Linked DNA regions of Sus scrofa: region 1 is linked to region 2. The links are chromatin contacts, called in public Hi-C maps. All regions are on one chromosome and are shown on one strand. The core of a region is the stretch at or near the end of the contact, and the rest is flanking DNA. Distances in the headings are between cores, read along the strand shown.

Region 1 (4,344 bases), core at 484-2,983, 190 kb before region 2:
ATATACCTTTCTTGTGTATTTTTTAGAAGAAAAAAAAAAGTCACCTAATTTACCATATTTAGGTTTTGATAGATTTAATAAAGTCCTTTGAAATCACTGGAAAAAGGACAAAGAGGAAATGGAAAATATTCTGAGTCCATGGCATGTTATCAACCAAAATATTAAAGTTGTACGTTGCTAAGCTTTCAGACTTTACTCTTGCTTTTGCAAAGGGATGGGTTTTCCTTCTGGCTGCAGAATTTTTACAGTATTATTGAGGCTGTAAGAACACCGCTGTCTATATGAAAAGCATTAGCAGCGAGCACTAAGAGAAGCAGTTGATTTGCGGGGGTATTTCCTAGAGGGAAAACTATGCTCATCCATCTTTTTTCTTGTTTGAAGTGGGCCTCGCGCGGTTTCTAAGTGGGGGGCTTTGAGAAGGAGGGGGTAGCTAGAGAAGGGAGGGCAGTCAGGCGGGGCTGGGATGGGGGGAGTGTATCTGCGAAGAGCAGCCTCTGCGGCCGCCCCATCCCCGTCCCGGCTGCGGCTGCGCGCACAGACACCCGCGCATTAGCGGTGGGTTTAGCTGCAATATTCACAGCACATTTGCCGGGGTTCAATTGATCGCTTCAGGCAAGAGATAGCGTCAGCGAGGATGTGGTGCGGGGCGGCCTGGTGCTCAGGGGCTTCCGCTCTCACACATCATCAAGCCCCATTTTGAAATGGTTTGAATTAATGACACTTATTCAGACAAAGTAGGTAAATGGAAATGTTAGACAAGGCTTTTCACCTACTTTGCTGAACATTTCCCGTTACCTTGAGTGCTGGAAACTCTCCACCGCTTTGCTCAGCCCAAACGGGAGCGGCCTGTGCCTCTGCCCAAGTAGGGAGGATGGCGGGGTCGCGTAGGGGCTCAGTCGGGCCCATCCCAGAACGTGCTGGGGGACATGAATAACCCGACAGGGATGCCATTTCTCCCAAAGATTTTTGTAATGCTCATGACAATGTTCTGGCAGTTGGCAGCGATGTGTCCTGAGTAAGGACACTTCTGACAAATTTGCACACAGTAGCCTTTGAGGCTGGTGGTGGGGCAGCCAGGCATCACCGGGGAAACAAAGCAAAGGCTTTGGAGTCAGGATCCAGCGCAAATCCTCTTTGGCATTTGCTGCCTGCGTGATGTCAAGCGAAACACTTACACACCCTGAGCTTTGGTTTCATCATCCATAGTCAGAGATGCTATCAGGCTTAAATGAGATCTGTGGGGAGTGGTGATCATGGTAATAACTGCATGAGCTCGTGGTGGATGCTCATGAGTCATTAGGACTTTGTCCTCCTGTTCCTTCTCTACTTCCTACCAGATAATCTAGAGCCAAGGATCTTGTGACCCCACAGGAACACTAAAGCCTAAACGTGACGGGGCAGTACATGCTCACTTGGAGGGCTTGAGTTTGACAGCCTGCAAAGTCAACTGGTAGCGGATCCGGGAATTTGTTCCCAGGAAAGCAGCCAGCTTCCTTCCCCTGATGGAATGTGCAAGTTATCCCATGCTACCCTCCTCACCATAGGTGAGGAGCGAGGCAGACAGGGTCTAGGCAGGCCAGGAACTGAGTCGGGTAGTGAAAAACTAGTGGATGGAGGGCCCCTTTATTTTAAAATAAGGAGGGCAGCCCTGTGACGGGTCGGGTGTGGGCTTTCAACCGGAGGTGGAGGGCCCCAGGCGAGTAGGTGAACCTTGCTCTGTCTGCCCTTAGGACTTGCTCTGGGGAACTGCTCTGGGTTTCTGTTTGGCCGCTCTTTTGACTTTTTTATGTACATGGGGAGCAGGTTAGAGCATGACCTGGGGTCAAACTATCTGGATCCCAGTCCAGGCTTCATGTACTTACTGGCTGTGTGACCTTGGACAAGTTTCTTAATCGCTCTGTGCTTCAGTTACCACATCTGTTAAACAGGAGTAGTAATAAAATACCTACCTCACTGGGCGGTTGTGGTGATTACATGAGTAGGACTTAGGTTAATAAGTATTCAATACATGTTGACATTTTGTGCTAGTTAACTATGACATCATGTCACCTTCTTAGAATTGTAATTTATGTGATTCTAACATATCTTCAATGGATTTTACATACAAATTAACATTTTTATGGTATCGACAGATTGTTGATTTGGTTCCAGCACCCACTGTGGGGACAGTGAATAAACTAAACTGCTAGGTCTAGGTTCCCCAAGACCCCTCTGTTCCCCTTCAATTGAACCTTTGGCTGACTCTCCTAAGGCTAAGCTATAAAACTCCTTTTACAGATTGAAAGGTTTTTATTCTGAAAATATTATTTTCACTTTCCTTTCCAAAGGGGGTTTACTCTTCTCTAAGGGGACAATCTGAGTTCTCTTTCAGATTACATGTTTTTAGTAGAAATGTTCTAAGGGGAAAAGTATATGGTCAGATGAAAGACCTCAACCCCAGTTCTGTGTGCATTAGTGGGGGTTTTCAAATGCAAATATTTGATAAAAATATGTGGTTTTGTTTACTTATGTATATCTATATATTAAAAATGTTAACTTGAACTGAACCGTTTAACATGCTTAATCCGAGGCAGATGGAATGGTCAGTGAATTATTTTTGTAAACCACTTCTGTTGGCATTCAGAGCTTCCTTTCGTATTGATTCCATTCTGGACGACCACTTGAGGTTTCACCAGCATAAGCTGGTGCCAGACTCCACTTCAATGACATATGTGTTCGTTCCCCTGAAATACAACACAATTGCAAATTTCTTCAGCCCAAAGAACTGCTTTTGTAACTAATTAGACCAGACAGGGTGCTGTGCAGAAACCCCGGACACAACATCGCATCCTGATGGATATTCATACGGGCCAGCCTTTCACAAAGCGAACAATTACCCAAATAATTATTTCCTGCTGTGGACTCCTTTTTCTTTTTTTTTAATGCTTTGTTTGTTAAATCCTATTTTCCTTCCTACTTTCCTGTTGACTGCAGCTAAATTGAATTTGGTCCTCCCATCGCACATTGAGTCAGCAAAACGCTTTACTCTGTGGGGGGAAGGAATTAACCCTTTGAACGCTGCCTTTCCCATCAGGCCAGGACCCAACACCTGGTTCTCTCTTATTCCAACAGCAGAGCAAGAAGAGAGGAAGGGCTGTACTGATTTGGGAGAAAATGAAGAATGAGATAGAGACGGCGTATGTTGTATTAGAATCGTGACCATTTTTGGTAAAGAAAGTTCACGTCACTTTTCATATTGTCCCTCAGAATGTGGAATTATGAAAAGGCAGAGAAGAGTGTGCATAGCTTCATAAGTATAAGGAAGGAGGGTGCTTTTGACCAAAACCTTCTCTAGAAACATGGCATACATTTGAAGTGAAAGGGCAGGTTGTCAAACGAAATTCAGAGAAATTGGGATAATCACTTCTGTATGATGAAATTAGTAGACGTGAATTAGAAAAAAGGAGGGGCGACTTTAATTCAGATCACATCTCAGAGTAATCTGTGGTGGGACTACCCATCTCAGTTGTGGTTTCTCACTGTTTGAAGACTCAGGGGTGCTGGGCTGTGAGATCAGATAGCTGGATGTGCTGAGAGGTGTGAGATCCTGAGGAAAGAGGACCAGCTGTGAGAAATATCCTGGCCAATATCAGCAAGTGTGATTTTGTCAGGCGTGTTGTAGCTTCTGTCCGCCATTGTGTGAAAACTGTCCCCATCCGGTGAGAGTTTTTGAAACTTGCTGTAAGCAGAGACGGTGTCAGAGGCTGCATTTGGCTGTCAGTCCTGGAAATGTAGCTTATATTCCTGCAGGTGGAGTGTCTGGGTCAAAGCATTTTCCTGTTTGATGGAAGAGTCTCGAATTTCGCTCCTAGCTATTGTATAAAATTTTACTTCCACCTGCAGTATATGAGAGTACTTGCTTCCCCCCAGCCCACCCTACAAGGAACATGTAATCAGACGTTCACATTTTGCCAATATATGTTTAAACAATGTTATTTCAGTTCTGTTTTAATGTGAGTGAGGGAGCATCTGGTCATATGTTCAAGGGCCATATGTAATGTTTTTCCTGAACTAGATGATTCTATCATTTGGTAACTTTTCATTGGCTTGTTGATCTTTTTTCCTATGTATTTACAAAAGCTCTTTTAAAATGTCTGACACGTTCATAAGGATTTTAACCTTTGCTTTATCATATAAACATTTTTCACTTTGTTCTCACACATTTGACTTTTCTTTCAGTATTTTTTGCTATGCAAATTTTTTTTTTTTTTTTTTTTTTTGCTATTTCTTGGGCCCCTCCTGCGGCATATGGAGGTTCCCAGGCTAGGGGTCGAATCGGAGCTGTAGCCACCGGCCTATGCCAGA
Region 2 (4,554 bases), core at 21-2,520:
CGGTTTTTGCCAGAGATTAGCCGCCGCGTGGGTCCCTCCCTCTTTCTCCGGTGAATGAACGATTAGTCAAACCGCACCTCCCCGCCCCAGTCCGCCCCGGGGTTAAGGGAGGAGTCCCGGAGGGACTGTTCTTTTTCTTTTTCTCTTTTAAGGGCGAAAAGCGTTCGCTTCTGTGCGTTTATTAATCGGCCTTGCGTGTCCTTTCAGCTTCTGTCGTCCTTAGTGCCACGACGCGCAGACACGTAAGCCCAGAGCACAGATCTCGAAGGCCCCTGGCTCCTCTGTCCGCTCCGCGCGTGAGTCAGCTGCCGTGCCCCCGCCAGAGGGAAGCAAAGCAGGGAGTGAAAAGTTGCAGCCCAACCCCCCCCCCCGCCCCCGTCGCCCCGTTCGTCGCTCCTTCCCAAAGCTGGGGCACCTGGAAATGAGCAGTGGTGGTGAGGCCCCCAGAGCCCCGCATTCTGCTTCCTCCCTGGGTTGGAACCGTTGTGAGCAGGAATGGGGCGGCATCCTGGGTTAGTGAAGGGTTCCCCGGGGAAAGGGAGGAGATGCCGCGCGCTCTGGGCGATGGAGACGCGCCTGCCACGCTCCGATCCGCACCCCGGGGCAAGCAGCCTCCCTCCCAGGGCTGGGGAGAGGGCTGGACGCCCGGCGGATCATGAGTGCCCCGCTCACGGCTTCTGCAATCCCACTTGCGCCGGGGCGCCCCCAGCGGGCTCCCGGAGGCGCCCGGTGCGCCCCGGTCTCCCGCGCCTGAGCGAGCGAGCGTGCGCGCTGGCCCGGCGTAGAGCCCGCGGGGCCGGCAGGAGGTAGGAGTGCAGGAGTGGAGGACGCGGCAGCAGCGGCAGCTCCGGGCGCAGTCATTGCTGCCCGGGCGGCGGCAGCGGCGGAGCAAGCGGTGCGCACCGGGCAGCGCAGCGACTCCTCTGTGCCTATCTCCCATCGCTCCGACACCCCCTGCACCCGGCCCTCTCTCTGGCGCGGAGGGAGCGACAACTAAACCGCTGCAAGCAACTCCTAAAAAAAAAAAAAAAAAAAAAAACGCCGCATTGGAGGAGCCTGGCCTCAGGACCCCTCCTCCCTGGGTGCCCCCCACCCCTCGCCTCCCTCTCCCGCCTCCCCCCTCGCCCCCCGCCCAGGCTCACGGGCGCCCGCCTCCCTCCTTCGCGGACTGTCTCCCGACTCGCCGGCTGAGAGCCCTTTTTGACTGCGAGCGGTGGTAGCGGAGCAGAGGCGGCGGCGCGGGACCTGCAGTCGTCCGGGATTCCCTCCAGGTGACGATGCTCTGGTTCTCCGGCGTCAGGGCTCTGGCTGAGCGTCCCTGCCGGCGCTCGCCTGGGATTACCTGCTGCGTCTTGCTGCTGCTCAATTGCTCGGGGGTCCCCATGTCTCTGGCTTCCTCCTTCTTGACAGGTAGGGGAGGGGGCGGGAGGGACCGGCCCCCCGGACGCCGGCTTGGTACCTGGGAGAGGAGGCGCTGGCTTGCCCCGGGAACGGGAGGGTGGGGAGCGAGCACCTTGGAGCCTGCCCCTCGCTGGCGGTTGGGGATGAAGCGAAGCCCGCGGGGTGAAGGGGTGGGAAGGTAGTGAGTCGGGTAAGGGGTGGAGGGCCGGGCGGCTGTTAACATCGATACTATGATGATAACGGAAATCCTTCTATTAGAATTTGAGAAGCTCCATTATTTATTTTTAGGGTTTTTTTTTTAACCTTTATTTAGACTCTTCTCGCGTATATGATTAAGGAAACAAATTGTACCATTTCCACCCATCGGCCTTTCTCACGCTATGGGGTTCCAATAGAGCTTCTGTAGTAGGAGTGCTTTTTAAAGCACCCGCTCTCCAGACCTTGACTTTGAAGAAACTATCATATTTTAACAGGGTAATACTAGCAAGATATAATAATTATATGCTTTCAGGCAGGTGAAGACCTCAGCTGCTATTCTGAAGGACATACTTTACTGACACCTGGTGCAGAAAAGAAAATATTGAGTCAATTTCTAACAGAAGAGCAAAGAAGATTATGTTTCAAAAACTGATTTCCATTCAGGGCAATATGGGGCAGATTCATATAAAGGCCTGTTCATTGACATAGTTCTGAATTTTTCTCAAATTTAAAATCTGCCCTAATGGCCAGTTTGAGTTTTTTGCATATGGGAGTGTGTGTTTAGTTGCAATGCCTTCGTAAAGGAGTATTATTAAAGATCCAGTGAAATATTTAGAAATGTGATTAAACCATCTGAGAGGAGATACAGCACAGCTTAAAAAAAAAAAAAAAAAAAACCTGTTCCAATAAAACTACTTAAAATAGATGGGGGGGGGCTGTTTTGGTGCGTTTGATAGTTTAAAACTCGTTAGGAACTTCTGAAATTTGGGTATGGTTGTTTCAAAAAGGATCAATGTGAAAATTCTGTTTTTTTGTAATAATGTCACTAAGTTAAGTTTAAGCAGCGTTTTTTTCTCCCCTCCCTTCAGGTTCAGTGGCAAAATGTGAAAATGAAGGTGAAGTCCTCCAGATTCCATTTATCACCGACAACCCTTGTATAATGTGTGTCTGCATGGTGAGTATGGAGATCAGGTAATGAGAAGTCAACTGCTCCTTCCGACAAGGTGAATCTATTCAATGTAGTAATATAACCAGATCTATAAAATTTCTTTTGCTCGTTACGAAACTGCACATAGCTGGAGAATTGCATTCAGTTGGATTTCTGAGTTTTATGGACTTTGGCAATTTCCATTTCATCAGGCTGGGAATTTTTATCTGTGACATCATGTTGCAGAAGTAAACTTAAGGTGGACTTCACATGACATTGTCGCAGTGTCAATCACCACTTGCACTTCGGTTCCTAGGAATGGCTATTGACACCCAATCATAAGTGCCACCAAACTTTCTGCCTTGACTCTGTTGTCTGAGCTCAGTGTGAAAATAACATTTAGGTATAAAGGTCTGGACAGAGTATGTGACAAGGGGAAAGAGAGGTGACAGTCACAAAGCACAAACATGAGGATAAGACGTAATCTTGGATTTCTTTGCCTCTTATACCCGAAGCTCTCAAAAACAGCCTTTATATTTCTGGTTTGGAAGCATGAGTCAGAAGGGACATTCTATCCTTTGCGGAGGATAACACTTGGCTGTCCACTGCTTAGTTAACACTGGCAGTGGCTAGTAGATTAAAAAAAAACACAACTTGTTTCAATTTATTTTAGTTGAATTTTTAATGATAAGATATAGTAAGTAACCACACAGGGGGAGATTGTATGAATAAGAATTTCTGAGATGAAATAGAGACTCACAAAGAATAGCATTTTTGCTTAAAAGTGTTTTACATGCCAGTCACTTTTGGCAAAACCTGATTAAAAACTACACGTCACAAACCCTGTTGGAAATACATTAAGGCAGTCGAATGCGAACCTGCAAGTGATAGATGACTGCTTGTTATCAGATCAACATGCTGGTTGGAACTAGAGAGGGATTCTCCTCTGTTTAGGTGAAAGCCAAGCCATCTGGGTTTAAACTGCCCCAACTTCTTCATGACAAGAGATGAGGTCAACTTCATGAAATGATAAATGGGTGAAGGTGGATGTCTGTATCAAATGATTATCAGGTTCCGAAGACTAAGGAAGGCAACAGAAATAGAGGTTAAAAATGCATTACGTTTGCAGAGATGAGAAGTATTGCTGCTTTAATAAGGGAGCACTAAGAGAGAGGGACACTAGATTTCGTGTTTATGAGCTGCCTTGTTAGTTAATGATCTCTTACTGAAGGACCTGTTGGAAAGAAGCTTTACGTTTACATTCTGGCTCAGTTGTATGTTTACAAATGTAGTGTGTGTATGTGCGTGTGTAAGAGAAAGAGAAGGAGAGAAAGAGATTTGGGGTGGCGGGGAGATAATCTTCCTTTTAAATTTCTCCTATCTGTACAATGTGAGTGAATTATTTTATCTTAATCTCTTAGGATTTCAGAAAAAAATCACTGTGAGGGAGTACCATTTAAATGAACTTGGAGCTCCATGCGTGGAGATATTGTTTTTCTCCTCAGCAATATTGTAACATCTATAAGGCTTAAATATACAGTTTGGGTTTTGCAAACTGTTCCCAAATAACATGAAAAAATTCTCCACGCTGCATTTCCCCTTTCGATACTCCTACCCTGGGGAAAATAGTGCCTTTCCTGGAAAGGACAGCCTTACTGCTAATAAGACAGATGTTAGAATCTTGCTGTTTTGAAGGTAGAGCGTGACTCTGAAGAGAAAAGATGCATCAGTTGAAGTTCTGGACGGATATATATTCCAGAAAAGCATTGATTAAGTTCAGGAGGATAGTAGCTTCATTTATATCTTGGAGTAACATTTGGAGGTATCTGCCTGAGTGAGAGCTGTCAGAAATCCTTTCTAAACATGTAAAGTTGACTCTGGCAATCCGACTCACTTGCTAGTCAGAGGCTGCCTCCGAGCTCTCACTAGCTGAAAGGCTCAATGATATGTTACTGCAGACTTTGCAGGGGTTTAGGATTCCCAGGCCAAGGTGTCCTAGTTTTTACCGCTTCCCAAACATTTCTAAT

Evidence for each region. Hi-C and Micro-C count contacts between places; a contact is called where the count stands out from the background.
Region 1: a contact with region 2 is called in a Hi-C map of liver, with 2.1 times the contacts expected there. The contact joins the enhancer-like site here to the promoter of LOC106508213 in region 2. A contact is called at or near these places in 1 of 5 promoter capture datasets (liver) and 11 of 47 Hi-C or Micro-C datasets (adipose tissue, embryonic fibroblasts, fetal heart ventricle and 6 more).

Annotation. Positions count from the first base shown.
Region 1 is chr18:39,849,395-39,853,738 of Sscrofa11.1, reverse strand. All of the region lies in intron 25 of BBS9 (protein PTHB1), which reads left to right. Among named protein-coding and RNA genes, the nearest start is that of BMPER, 190 kb to the right of the region's middle. Within about 2 kb of position 1,733, at least 12 of the 83 cell types and tissues checked have an H3K27ac peak or open chromatin away from gene starts, as enhancers often do. A contact at or near this core is called in liver, where this site is marked.
Region 2 is chr18:39,660,181-39,664,734 of Sscrofa11.1, reverse strand. LOC106508213 reads right to left here and starts at 1,270. Exons shown (of 2, transcript XM_013990847.2): 1 at 1,143-1,270; 2 at 1-1,014. The coding sequence starts at 940. The coding sequence ends at 302. It overlaps BMPER (BMP-binding endothelial regulator protein), which reads left to right and starts at 725. Exons shown (of 15, transcript XM_013990842.2): 1 at 725-1,410; 2 at 2,469-2,554. The coding sequence starts at 1,278. It overlaps BBS9 (protein PTHB1), which reads left to right. Exons shown (of 30, transcript XM_021079336.1): 30 at 1-1,015.